Linked DNA regions of Mus musculus: region 1 is linked to region 2. The links are chromatin contacts, called in public Hi-C maps. All regions are on one chromosome and are shown on one strand. The core of a region is the stretch at or near the end of the contact, and the rest is flanking DNA. Distances in the headings are between cores, read along the strand shown.

What was found. Hi-C and Micro-C count contacts between places; a contact is called where the count stands out from the background.
Region 1: a Hi-C map of the N1E-115 cell line shows a contact between it and region 2, with 8 times the contacts expected there. The contact joins two enhancer-like sites.

The regions. Positions count from the first base shown.
Region 1 is chr4:55,840,323-55,847,377 of GRCm38.p6, reverse strand. No RefSeq gene overlaps it. Among named protein-coding and RNA genes, the nearest start is that of Gm34482, 110 kb to the left of the region's middle. Within about 2 kb of position 3,492, at least 23 of the 459 cell types and tissues checked have an H3K27ac peak or open chromatin away from gene starts, as enhancers often do. A contact at or near this core is called in the N1E-115 cell line, where this site is marked.
Region 2 is chr4:55,476,574-55,482,976 of GRCm38.p6, reverse strand. No RefSeq gene overlaps it. Among named protein-coding and RNA genes, the nearest start is that of Gm22150, 11 kb to the right of the region's middle. Within about 2 kb of position 4,871, at least 35 of the 459 cell types and tissues checked have an H3K27ac peak or open chromatin away from gene starts, as enhancers often do. A contact at or near this core is called in the N1E-115 cell line, where this site is marked.

The DNA of each region.
Region 1 (7,055 bases), core at 2,243-4,742, 370 kb before region 2:
CCATACCTGGTGTGGAGCAAAGGTAGACGTGTAGGGGTGAGGGCACCTAAGGATAAAATTTGTTGATTCTTTGCTGGATCCTTCAGTGCTCCATGGACATGGAGAGAGGATAAGGCTCTTGAACCAGAAGGAACCATGATGGAGATGTAAATTTTTTGGATAGAGAATTAGTCTCCCCTCTCCATGAAATGACTTCTTCCCTGGATGGCTTAGACATAGGGCTACAGCTTAAAGCACAACAATAAACACCTGCTTTTTCAGAGACATAAAATAGCATTCATGACAAATCCCACTCCTTTCCGTGCACTTCACTCCATAGGGCACCGCCTAAAGGAGAGTGTGAATCCGGGTGCAGAAATTCTATCATATGAGTTGACTAAGGTTTTTTTCTTTCTTTCTTTCTTTCTTTCTTTCTTTCTTTCTTTCTTTCTTTCTTTCTTTCTTTCTTTCTTTCTTTTTTCTTCTCCCTTCCACTCTGATTGAAGCTGAAACATTCCAAAACTCGCTTTCCAAAACCTACATTTCTCCAAAGGCAGAAAATAGCTTGCTTTCAAATCCACTGTAAAGATTTCAGTTTAAAAATAATAAAAATAAAATTAAAAAGTAAAATAAAATAAGAACCAAGCACTGCTGGCATTTAATCTGACTACAAATTGAAAGCTATACTGGTGTTTACATGGCTTGGGATTTTATTAGGAAAGAGTGGCCTGGCATTAATAATGTGATGTTTAGCAGGAATAAAATCCCAGCTCTCCATTTTTCCATATTTTGGGGAAATGAGACCCTGTCCAGGCCCTGCACACTCACAGGCTCATTCCAAGAGAAGGTGCTTGATACAGGACTCAAATGAGAAGTGTGACAGCCATAACTTGGCATCAGGAATAAACATATGCAAAGCCTAGCTAGTGTGCCACCAGGCCTCAAACACAGTACCACCAATCCCGCTGTACAAGTGAGGAAACTGATGCTCAGATGGCTTATGTTCCTGCAGTGGGGACCACCCAGGCAGTTAAGGAAGCAAATAAGAATTTACATCTGAGTTTGCCTTAATTCATTTCCAGATCACACCACAAAGAACAATATTGTCCCAAATGTCAAAAGCGCCAATGATGACCATCTCAAGTTTTCCTGAACTACACCTGTTGGCTGAACACCCCAGGACATGATTTGAAGGATATGTTCAGATTCTTGTTCTCAGAGTCACCCCAAGAAAATGAGTATTTCTCAGCTGTAAAAAGTTCTCTCATCCATAGAAATGAGAAACTTGCATTTTTTTTTCTGTAAATGTAGTTTAACATGAGGTAGAGGCTGTAGAGACGTCTCAGTGGTTAAGAGTACTTGCTGCTCTTGCAGAGGATTTAGGTTTGGTTCCTAGCACCCACATTGGGCAACTTACAACAGCCTATAACTACAGCTCCAGGAAAGCTGACAGTCTTTTTTGCCTCTGTGGGCATTCATGCACACATGCACACAGAGAGAGAGAGAGAGACAGAGAGACAGAGAGACAGAGACAGAGAGACACAGAGACAGAGAAAGACAGAGAGAGAGAGAGAGATCTTAACAATGTGAAGTGGTTAGTGTTTGTTGAAATATTTGAGGGATAATTCACTTGGAAATCCCTTTCTGTTCCCTGAGTCATAATGGAACCTTATAATTCTGTGGCTGCTATAGTAAATATCATAGATCATCCCCCAAGGGCAATATTCCCCTCTGCAAATTTCTCAGAGACATCTTGAGGGAAGTCAAGAAGGCTAGTTCACGGTGTCACACAAACACCTTATACACCTGTACAAAATGGAGATTTTGAAACTGCTTTTTACTAGGGTTGCCCTTCAGAGGCCCCCAAGGCAAAGTGTGGTGTCTACACATATAAAAGGAGTGGGTCTGATGAATAGAGAAAAAGAAAAGAAACCAGGGTGAAAACTTGGAATCATACTCAAGAAATTTCCTGAAATAAGTGCTCAAAAATGATGGGGAACCTGCCAGTCACCGAGATGAAGAGGAAAGGGAGATGGGCAAGAAAGAAACTCAGGTGTGGTGTGGATGGGCCTTGGGCTTGTTTGTGGATTTCCCTGATCATTTCAGAGGTTCTGGAAAAGGCTCTAGGTCTCTGGCCAAAAGGCTTGACTTTCTCTAGCATCTGAAAAGGAAAGGGACGTTCTATAATGGAAGGTAGAAACCATAGCAATGGTCCTCACCCTTGGTCATGCTATGCTAGCTAACCTTATGCACATATTTGAGCAACCAAGTCATCAGCTCTGGGCAGGTCAGTCTTGGGCTTCATGCCTGTGTGAGCAGAAGCCATGAACTGGAGACAGGACCAACAAGGCTTGGGTGCTGGGCTTCTCTGGCTGTATATTGTACTCAGGGAGAGTTTGCCCCAACCTCACAGGCCCACATTCCCTGGGTAGAAGCAGGCCTATGCCATGCTATACTGTGCCTGTGCTCTCCGATTTCATCATTTCTGGCTCAAAGCAGGCCTGCAATTTTCATTTCTTTATGGGCTTAAGTAATCTATTGCAAATGGCACCAGCAGGCTGTAATGCATCCTTGTTGAGGAAACAGTTATTTCTCTTCCGAAGCTTTCTGGTTGAAGGCTTGTGGAGCTGAGGCCGGGTAACTGTTTTACATTAGCTATAATGGTGTTTACATTGGATGTACCGATGTTTAAATCGCTGGACATATTTGTTATTAGTAGGGAGGCAGTGGCATTGTTTAGCCCAAGTATCTGGGTGGGTGGAGGGGGCTCCTATTAACATTGATAATATTTTACAAGGGACCTTGCAGGGACGTTTATAATAAAGCAGTGCTGTTTATCTCATCAGGATTATGTTGGAGTAACTTTAATTGTATTCATATTAAACATATCAGTGTTAGAACTGATGTAATATGTTTAGCATTAATATGAAGGTTGCTAAGTTGGGGGCTTTTGAGGTAGACTTGAAGTGCTGGGAAGACAATAGAACATATGGAAAGCATTTAGGGGTGTAGGGGGGTTTCTGTTCTTGTCTAACAAGAAGGATTAGTGCTCTTGCTGAGGTACACTCTAAGATGAACAGTGGGCTGTAGTGCTACCATCTGCTGAGCTTATGATGCGATTCTCTTGGCCAGCTCGGGTGCTCTCGCCATTGCTCTCCATTCTCTGTGTTCTCGCAAGCTCCACCAAAGCCCAAATGTCAGGGATACTTCAGATGCTTTGCAGCTGGCTGTCGCACCCAGAGACGTTTCAAAATGGATTTTGTAATGGCTTATAAAAGTCCCACATTGTGCACGAGCGGTTATTGAGTGTGATATAGTGTGAGCAAGAATGTTCCAAATTCCCTCCGTGCTGTATCCATCAATCTGGCTCTATTAGGGTTGGCAGGATAATGGCTGGAGTGAGGCTCTGGACTTTATCTGCAGCTGAAAGAAGCATCCTAATTATCTACTCATCAGAGCAGCCCCACTCCTGGCTCGAGGAGATCACTGCCAGCTCAGCCCCAGAAATTCCAAATCTTCCCTGTCACCCGCCAGGCACACGGAGGCAGGATGCAAGACTGTGTCCAGCCCAGCTGGGGAGCATAGTCCCAGTAAATCCTGGAACTCAATCTGACTGCCCAGCTGGAAACACTGTTGCAGTTTTAACCCAAGGAGGCTCAGTTTCCTGATGCTTTCCTCCCACTGGGCTCAGTTCCCATTGGGCCCAGAAGGTTCGCTGGGATACATCGCAGGACTGGGACCCTGCTCTACCTATCAGTAGCCCTAGTTTTCTGCAACATGAGAGTAATACCTGTGTCTCCCTAATGTTACTGGTAAATTTGACAGCACTTTGAATGGGATCTGTACCATGCTGTGCTTTCATTAGTGAACAAATGAAAAACTCCAGTGTAGCAACAGGGTTCTGGTGGAAATACATGCCTTGCCTGATGGATATACACCTACCATTTCACAGGACATTCAAGGAATATTTATGAAGACTTCTATTCTTTGCAAAAGCACTTCTCATTAATATTGCAAGCTTATGCACAAGCTATAAGCTTGTATTAATATCATAAGTCTATTATTTTTATTTGTATAAAAGAGGAAGCAAGAACAAGGAGAGAGGATGTGATTTTTTTGCCTGTTAGGCCCTGTGTTAGGCCCTAAGCTTTGATTGCTGCTACTTGGGCTGAGAGAAATGAGGGTCCTACAGCAACTACCTTTTCTGTTTCTGAAGGCATCTGATATAAGAGAGCCCCTTAAGGAATGGCTGATTTTGGCTAAAGGTTTCAGAGAATCATGTTCATCCTGGCATGGAAGGGATGTTGGAAGGAATGTGATGAAGCTGTTCTTGTTGTATCCTCAGGTAGGAGGCAGAGAGAGATGAACACCATGCCTAGCTGGCTTTCTGCTTTTTGCCATTTTGTTTGTTTAGGCTGAGACGCTTATCTAGGTGTGATACCTCCCACATTTAGGGTAGGCCTTTCCACAATTGAGCATCTCTGGAAATGCGCTCAAAGAAACACTGAGAAGTGCGTTTCCTAGAGGTTGGAGAGACTGCCTTATGGTTGATAGCACTTGCTTCTCTTGCAGAGGAGCTGAGATCAGTTTACAACTTGGCAGCTTTAAGCCATCAGTAAATAACTCCAATTCCAGGGAATCCCGTGCTCCCTTTTGGCTTCTGCCGGCACCAGGCATGACCAATGATGCCCATACATATGCACAGGAAAACATCAATACACATACAAAAAAAATAAATGAATATTTTTTTAATAAAAAATGCATCTTCCAAGTGATTTCAAACCTGTCGATGAAGTTTAGATGTCGCACATCCCCATCCTGCTGTGGTTCACAAATGGCTGGGACTATACAAATTGTTAAGTTGCTATGGGTCTTTGCATTCTTAAGCCATCAGACTGCTTTAATTCTGGAAAGTGTTTAGGAGGTGTGCAAATATGTGAAAGACATGAGGGTGAGCATGAATAACTGCTATGTGGGGTGCAGAGAACCCTGAGATACAGCATGGGAGGACTAAGAATCAGACATCACAAAGGTCAGTTGGAAAGATTGGGAAAGCCTGGCAGAAGAGGTGGAATATGAACTGTCCTTGGGAAGTCAACAGGATTTTCTACACGCAGAGGTAGACACACATGTGTCACATGTGACAGCAGAAGCAGGGTTAGCAGTGGTGTAGCTCTTACTTAGAAAGTAAGAGGAAGAAGGTAGAGTGTTTTCTGAAGACTCCATTCATGGATATAGAAAGGGAAGGGGTGACATATCCCTCTAGTGCTGATGGGTGGCAGATTGATGCAAGCTGAGGCTGGGCTTTAACGGTTAAGAAATAAGTAGCCTAGGGAATGGCTAGTAGGTTAAATGTCTGCTGTGCAAGCATGGGAGTCTTAGTTCAGAGCCCAACCCCCATAAGAAGCTAGATTTAATAGCAGGCGTCTGTAACCAAGCGCTAAGCAGAAGTAGAAGAGGTAGCATGAGGTGAGTGGATTCTCTAGGTTTACTCGCCAGCCAACCTAGCCAAAACCAGCAAGTCCCAGATTCAGTGGGAGAGCCCATCTCAAAAATATAAATTGACAAGTCATCCTCTGATCTTCACATGAATACTGTGACACACATGACATGCTTTTACGTACACACACACACACACACACACACACACACACACACACTTAGACCTACAAAATAAATACATAAAAATTGTAATTTAATGCTTAAAAAGTAAGGAGAAGAGTGATAAAAACAAAAATACCAAACACATTGACATCTGGTCTCCACATGCACATCAGGATGTACTGTGTGTGGCTGCACGCACACATACGTGGAGAAAGATAAAGCACGTGAACTGTATGATCAGAGCTACATTATCAGAAGATGAAACTGACACTTTGAAGGAAGTAGACAGGGTGGGGGGGGGGGCAGGTGGCTGAATAATGGCAGAGTACCTCACGCCAGTGGCGAGCATCTCAGGCCTGATGAGACTGACGAGGCTGAAGAGGGGTAGAGCATAGGCATCGGAAAAATGAGAAACTAAAGCCAGGACCCCATTGGTCTGTTTGCACCTTCAGTCCCTTGGAATCTTGGAGGGGCAGTGGCAGAAGCTCAGAGAGACTAAGGGAGCACCCAGTTGCCAGCAACATCTGTCTGGCTATGTTCCCAAGATGACCGGTGGGTGGTGTCTCCATGAGTCCCTTTGGATATACGTTTTAGAACACATCTTCTTAGTCCTTGGATCTTCCATAGCAAAGCACCAGAGAGGGATGGCTTAAGCAAAGAATTGGTTTTCTTGAAGTTAGAAAGTATTAGTTCCCTTGGAGGTAGTTTTCCATGATTTGCAGATGGTCACAAGTACAGTCTGAGTGTTTGTGTTATATAACTCATATATTGAAGACCTTGCCCCTAAAGAGATGGTATGAGGGCAGCAGACTCTGAGAAGTAATCTGGTTGCGAGTGTGAAGCCTTCACAAGTGGATGAGTGCCTTTATAGAGAACACATCCAGCTCCTTACCCTGTCTAGCTCATGAAGACAGGCTGAAAGGTGCTATGAACCAAAACTCTGTCCTTCACCAGACACTGAATCTGCTGGTGTCTATCTTAGAATTCCAGGCCCTAGAACTAGGTGAAGGAAGTTTCCCTTGTTCCTAAGCTATAGTAATTTGTCCAAGGAGCCAAAACAGATTTAAGAAAGCCACCTTCTCCCCATACCTTCATGTGGTTTTTCTTCTGGACTTGTCTGTGTCTGGATTTCTCTCCTAAGGATGACTTAAGTAACTCCTTATCTCCAAACCCATATGCTAAGGATCAGGCATTTAGGACTTCAATATGTGAATTTGGGAGAGATGTCAGTTTACTATACCACTTTACTGGTAAATGGTTGGCTTAATGTAAATCCATCCCCAGGGAGAGTAAAATGAGACAATGTCCCAAGTTTGTCTCAATGTCCTAAATAAGGTCTCAGCTTTCAGATGACAGAGTCAGTAGAGGACAGAGGATAGGTTCTTGAAACAGTATACGTAGTCTTATTGATATCAAATAGGCTAAGAAGGTGCCAGTGAGACAACTTAGCAGGCAGAAGTGCCTCCATACCT
Region 2 (6,403 bases), core at 3,622-6,121:
TTCAGGGCCAGCCTGGTCTACATAGTGAATCCCAGGACAGTCAAGTCTATTATTATATGGAGATACTCTGTCTCAAAAAGCCCCCCAAAAATAAATAAAATTTTTTTAAAAAAATTTAAAAAAAGAAGAAGAATGTGAGTCTATAGCCTCTTCCTGTTTATTTGTTTGCTTGTTTGTTTGTTTTTTTTGAGACAGGGTTTCCTGGAACTCACTCTGTAGACCAGGCTGGCCTTGAACTCAGAGATCTATCTGCCTCCCAAGTGCTGGGATTAAAGGTGTGTGCCAACACGGCCTGGTTCTACAGCCTCTTCCTTAAAGCTCACCAATCCAGATGCATCCCAGAATTCTGAAGGCCTCAGGTTTCTGAAAGGCAGGTACATATACTATATATATGTGTGTGTGTGTGTGTGTGTGTGTGTGTGTGTGTGTGTGTGTGTGTGTGTGTATATATATATATATATATATATATATATATATATATATATATATACCAGAGCATTCCCACTGAAGTTCAGGGCAGGACCCCAAATATCAAGCACCTTACAGCTTTTTTGCATAGAGCATGGATATTCATACTGACAGAGACACTGATTCACGTTCCTCCAGACCAACCCTTATCACCAAGCAAGTTACAAAAGCGTTCTCCTTCTTTCGGAGCTCTCAGGAATGTGAACTATAGAAGCTGTGGATTCAGAATGGCCTCTGCCTTTAAGGGGTACTGCCAGAGCCAAACATGCTCACAGGACATGAGTGGGCTTTTTTTTTTTTTTCAGTCTGTGGTCCACAGGAGGCCCCAAAACACATTACAAGAAATGGCTCTTCCTTCACCCCCACCCCACCTTCCCAATCAAGCCCCTCCCAGACCACCTCCTTTGATCTGTATATTTGAAATCTCCCTTCTGCTGATCCTAGGCCTGTTTTTAATTCTTCCTTTGCTCTCCTTCTTCCTTTCTTCTTTCTGTGTTAGGAATTGAACTCAGGCCCTCGGGCGTGCTAGATATGTGCTCTCTTCACAGCCTAGCCCTTTTTTCTGAGAGATGCGCTTATATAGCCAAGGCTAACCTTGGACAGGATATATGTCTAGGGATATCCTTGAAATACTGAACCTCCTGGCGTCACCTCACCTATGCTGAGGAAAGAGATAAGCCACCCTCAGCTTGGACTGAACTTCACATCCTCTTTTATAACTGGAGTCTTTCAAGATAAATACTTTATCAAGATAAATCTGGCCTAACAGCTTTGGACTCCTCTCCCCCAAATCCATGATTTTTTTTTTTCGAGACGGGGTTTCTCTGTATAGCCCTGACTGTCCTGGAACTCACTCTGTAGACCAGGCTGGCCTCGAACTCAGAGATCTGCCTGCCTCTGCCTCCCAAGTGCTGGGATTAAAGGCGTGTGCCACCACTGCCCGGCGATTTTTTTTTTTCCTGTCACAAAATCAAAAGTGAGCTTGCTCACAGAACCATTTTGTGGATTTCTACCTATCATATCCTGTGTTCCCTGGTTAGCTGGTCTGGGTCGTTGTGTTAGGGCTGTTTAAGGTAAGCTTGCTTGCAAAAGTGTGATCGAAGCTTTAGGGACATCACAGAAAGGTGGGTATGATAGCCCACCCACATAGCCCTCTCTTGCTGAAGGGTGGCTAAGGGAGAGTGAACCAGCCTGGCCCATTAGTCCCCTGGGAAGCAGCCAATTGCAGGTCCCTCTAGACTCTGGCACTTCTCTGTAATCCTGCAACTCCACACACGTTTAGGGAATGCTACTGCAAGGCACAGAGGTGTGGGCAGGGCAGAGGCAAGGCGCCATTGTGTACCTACTTCAGCTGGCGGAGCCTTGTTTTTGCTGTCATGACAATATTGCATCATGGAATGGGAAAGGCCCTTCCCTGATCTAAGCCATTATTATGTGGGTCCTATTCTGGCCACAGACACCACGTGGGTAGTCAGGCCTCCGCTGTTATTTCAGCCTCAGGGGTGAAAACATCCGAACAGTGGAATCTTTTTTGTTCCTGGCTCCAGTCTCGGAATGTACAGACTTCGGATTCACGGACTTCTCCACGAATCATCATCACCCCAAATAGAGGGCTCCCAAAGCACCTCTATTTTTTCTGCGTCTGGCTCACAGCTGGGATTCTCCCCCGCCCCCCTCCCCCCCATCCTATCAGTTGTTCAAGAAAACTATGGGAATCCAGGCGACCGCTGACAGCACAGCACAGACGGATTGAGTGATGGTGAAAGGAAGGTAGTGGTGGGAGCAAAGCCCCCAGGACTCCAGGAGAAAGTCCACAGAGGCATCTGAGCCAGCATGGCCCGTCCCGCCTGCGCCCCTCGTGGTGCTCGCTGGAACTGCAGGCTGGTATCATGGGTGACTGTGATGTGGCTCTGTCGCTGGCTTTGATGGGGCCGAGCGGGCCTCTTCAGAGGAATGCAGACCTGTCTGCACCCGAAAACCAAAACCGTGTCCAAGGGGCGGGGCTGAACGGCTGGAAGAGAGGCCTCACCTCACCTGGGCGGACGCCGCTTCTGGAATGAGACCTGGCCGAGTGGGCGCGGGAGGTGGCTCCAGGCCCGGGGCCAGCACGCAGCTTTCCCACGTGTGCACAAGCGGGCCTCCTCAGAACAGGTCCTGGGAAGCGACCAAGAGGCCTCTGAGGACGCCAGCATGTGGCTTTCCCGTCTGTGTGCCTCGACCCTCATGAGGGCAGAGAGCCCTAATAGGATTTGAAGGTCCAGACCTGAGAGGTTTCGATTCTAGAACCCTTTCTCCCAAACTCTGGCAATCACACCCACTCTGGTCTCATATTACTAGCCAATAGGCATCCATGATTAATGAGGACTTGACATGTGCTTCTAATCTGTACTATATGTTGGAGATATAACATGGGTGAGGGGGGAGTGTGATTGTTTGTTTGCTTTTGGTAGCAGGTATATGGAACTAGGGGCTCACGCGTGGTAGGCAAGCACTCTACCAGTAGGCTATATCCCCGGTTTTTTTTCTTAATTAGATATATTAAGACATGGTCTCATTATGTTGCCCAGATTGGCTTTGAACTCATCCTCCTGTCTCTGTTTCCCTAATACAAAAAAAAGAGGGAGAGAGATTAGAGACTATTCAGCAAAGCTCAATTTTATTAGTATTTTTGTTTGTTTCCTGTATTAAGAAAACACAAGTTAATTTTACTCATTTCCCTTTTTTCTTTTTACAGTGTACACTCTGAATGTTGAAAATGGCACCCGGATTTCTATAGAAAGCCTTAGAGTTCTCCGTTCTCTCAAAAAGCATGTTATTGGCCCCAGAGCCTTTGAACTTAATCTTCTATCTACAATGCTTTCAGTTCAGCAGTCTTCTCTTCTTCCTTGCTATTCAAATCACAAAGTTCACATACCCAGCTCCTTCCCTCTTTCCTCGTACCATCCATCCGGTTAAGGCAGGCTTGGCAGGTGGCAACCCTCTCTGTGTTCCTCCCCCAGTTTTACACTATAAACCCCCTGAGAGCAAGATTTTAAGGTTCCTGTTGGCTGAGCTCCCCTTGGTCCCCATGGGAAACATTTGTTGAATGGATACAGAAAGGCTCCTCCTAGGAGTGACTGCGTCAAACACAATCTACCACGAAGCCAAGACGTATGGTCTGGACACTACAGTTGTGGGTTGTGGGAGTGGAGAGGACATGAACACCAGTCGAACAGCCTTCCATTTTGCCAATATCCAACTGAACTTTGGAGTGGAGGGCTCACTCCATGACTAGAAGCGGTTCTTGTCTTGAGTTCTGTCTGTTCCGTGAGTTTGGAGAAGTGGCTGTCTGTCTCTCTCTGAGGCCCAGGGTCCCCTGAACGTTGATGTCTAAGGGCCCTTCCTGCCCAAATGTGAGGATTAGAGATTGTTTTTGAAGATTTAGGATCCTCCGGAGGGCAATTTACTCTGTGATGTGATCCTAAATCGCATAGCTGGCATTGTGAAGTCTCCATTAACTACCCAGCCAGAGTGCTCAGGGCTAGAAGTGTCCTGGTTAATTTAATTTCCTGGCTGAAGATCAACTACAGGGAGCATCCCTATTTGAAAATACAAATAGTATACGGATCCATTCACCAGCACTAAAAAGCTCCTTCACAGGACAGAAATTACCTATTCTTAGAAGATAATTTGGCATTGTTATCTCCTCCTGAGAATTAAAATAGAGCCCTGGGGCTGGGTGGGAGAGACCCTGTGAGAGTTTGCCTGGCTGTGTTGGCACAGCTGCGTGATTTTAAGGCAAGCATAGCTTCAGCCTGCAGTGGATCAGTTTTCTTGTGGGGGGAAACTGGGGTAACACGACACAGCCTCCGGGAGTGTGTCATCCCTTCATGTGGATGGAGGTCAATAATAAGAATCAAGTGTTTAGCACAGAGCCCAGTGTGTGGCAGATGCCTTCCACTTGCTGTTATCTGCAATGTCTCTGAGCAGCACAACGTGACACAGCCACACACCTAATTAAAGGAGGGTGAGTGCCAAGACAGGGCTAGCCTCTGGTCCTGGACTGCCTCCAACATGCTCGGAAGCCCCCATCCAAGCCGCTTTGCTCCTTGGTCTGTTTTCTCTTGGGTAAGTTGGAGCCTGACTAGTCCTCCATCCAACACAGAGAGGTTGGGAGCCCCTGAATTTTTCACATGCCTTGGAGGTTTTGTTAGGTTTGGTTTGGGGTTTGTTTGTTTGTTTGTTTTCCTCTGTGACCCTTGGCCTCAGCTAGGCTAGAGAGCCAGGCTCCTTCTCCCATAACGAGGCTCCTTCCAGTCTGTCTCCATAGGTACTGACTTCCTGCCCAGCTCAGTAATTGTTATCAGCCAGCCAAAGCCTGCCCTGGCAGCTGCTGCCTATGCGGCCTTCCTTTGGGAAAAGCTGTCCTGTGACGCCCTCTGGAGGAAGGAGGCTTCTTTTCTTGTGCCACCAACTGCCCAGGCCCATCCTGGGCTCTGGGAACTGACTCCTGCCAGGCCTGGAGGAGCAGTAGAAGGTCTGCAAATGCCCCTTCGGGGACCCCAGGGTAGACTATCCTTCCCAATTTTGCACCTGAAGTCCTACGCAGTTCTCCCTGACTTCCTATTTCTAGACTTCCACCTGTGCTTTCTGGAGTGGCCCAGCTCAGCCTTCTGTTTTAAAAACCCTTAAGGCATTTCTCTTCTAGGCACCAGAAGCCCTTGGTGGAGGCCCTTAGATGGCCCTGGGGCTCACTTCCTACAGCGACCCACTCTCCACTACTGACTGCAGACCAGGTATTGTAAGCCGAGCTACCACATTTGTTTTCTACAGCTGCTCTGTCCGCGCCCACATTTCCCAAAAATGAGGAGGTTGCCAAGTTGAAATTGATGAGTGTGTAATTAAATGTCTACAAAAGGTAACATTATGTCAACTGTCTTTGCAACTGGCCTCCCCAGTTAGCTATATATAACTCATTTGATATGCAAAGTGGGTGAATTTCAATGTGTATGATAGGATGTGGGAGTGGGGCCTTGGAAAATAACAGTGCCCTGGGGCCTCCAAGGTCAAAAGCAATCCTAGCCCTTCCCACCCTCTGCTTTAGCTATCTAGAATCACTCACTGCTCCTCTCACTGACTCCACTCTCCCCAGATTCCAGGCTTTGTACCCGAAGCTCCTCTGCCTCTCCCAAGGCCTTCTAGTCTATACCCACCGCTCACCTTCTCTTTCCTGCCTGGCTAGTACCTATGAATTTTGCAATAGACATTTTAGGAGTCCCTTCCTCTGAGACGACCCAGTCAGGACCCTCACCGTGAGCTCCTGTTTGCTCCCATTCCTGAGAGTTACACAGTGACACAGGAAGCCCTGCACTAGCATCTTTCACCTTCCTGCTCATCTCTTCACTGGCTCAATTCACACTGATGATTAAGGCTGAGTCTCACCGAGCCTCAATGTCTCCAGTATTCGATTCAGTTCCTGGGTCCTAGAATCTAAGTAATGGCTGGTGTATATCCAAGGATAAAGGATGATAGATGATCAATGGGTGAATAGATGGGTGGATAGGGTAGATGGGTGGATAGAGGGATGAGTCTATGGATAGATGGATGGATGGATGGTGGATAGATGGAGGGCAGAGGGAGAGACAGGGAGGAAGGGACAAATAGATGAATGTGTGTATGGGTGAGTATGTGGATAGATGGATGGATAAATGAGTGGGTAGATGGGTGGGTGAGTGATGGGTGGATAAATGGATAGATGCATAGATGAATCAGTGACTGGGTGGAGAAATAGGCAAGTGAATGAGGATTGATTTATGGATGGATGAATGGATGAGTTGATAGAGGAATGGATAGCCGTGTGTGTGTGTGTGTGTGTGTGTGTGTGTGTGTGTGTGTGTGTGTGTTTGAGGGTAGGTGGGTGGATTGGTGGATGGGCAGAGAGTGGAAAGTTCCAGCA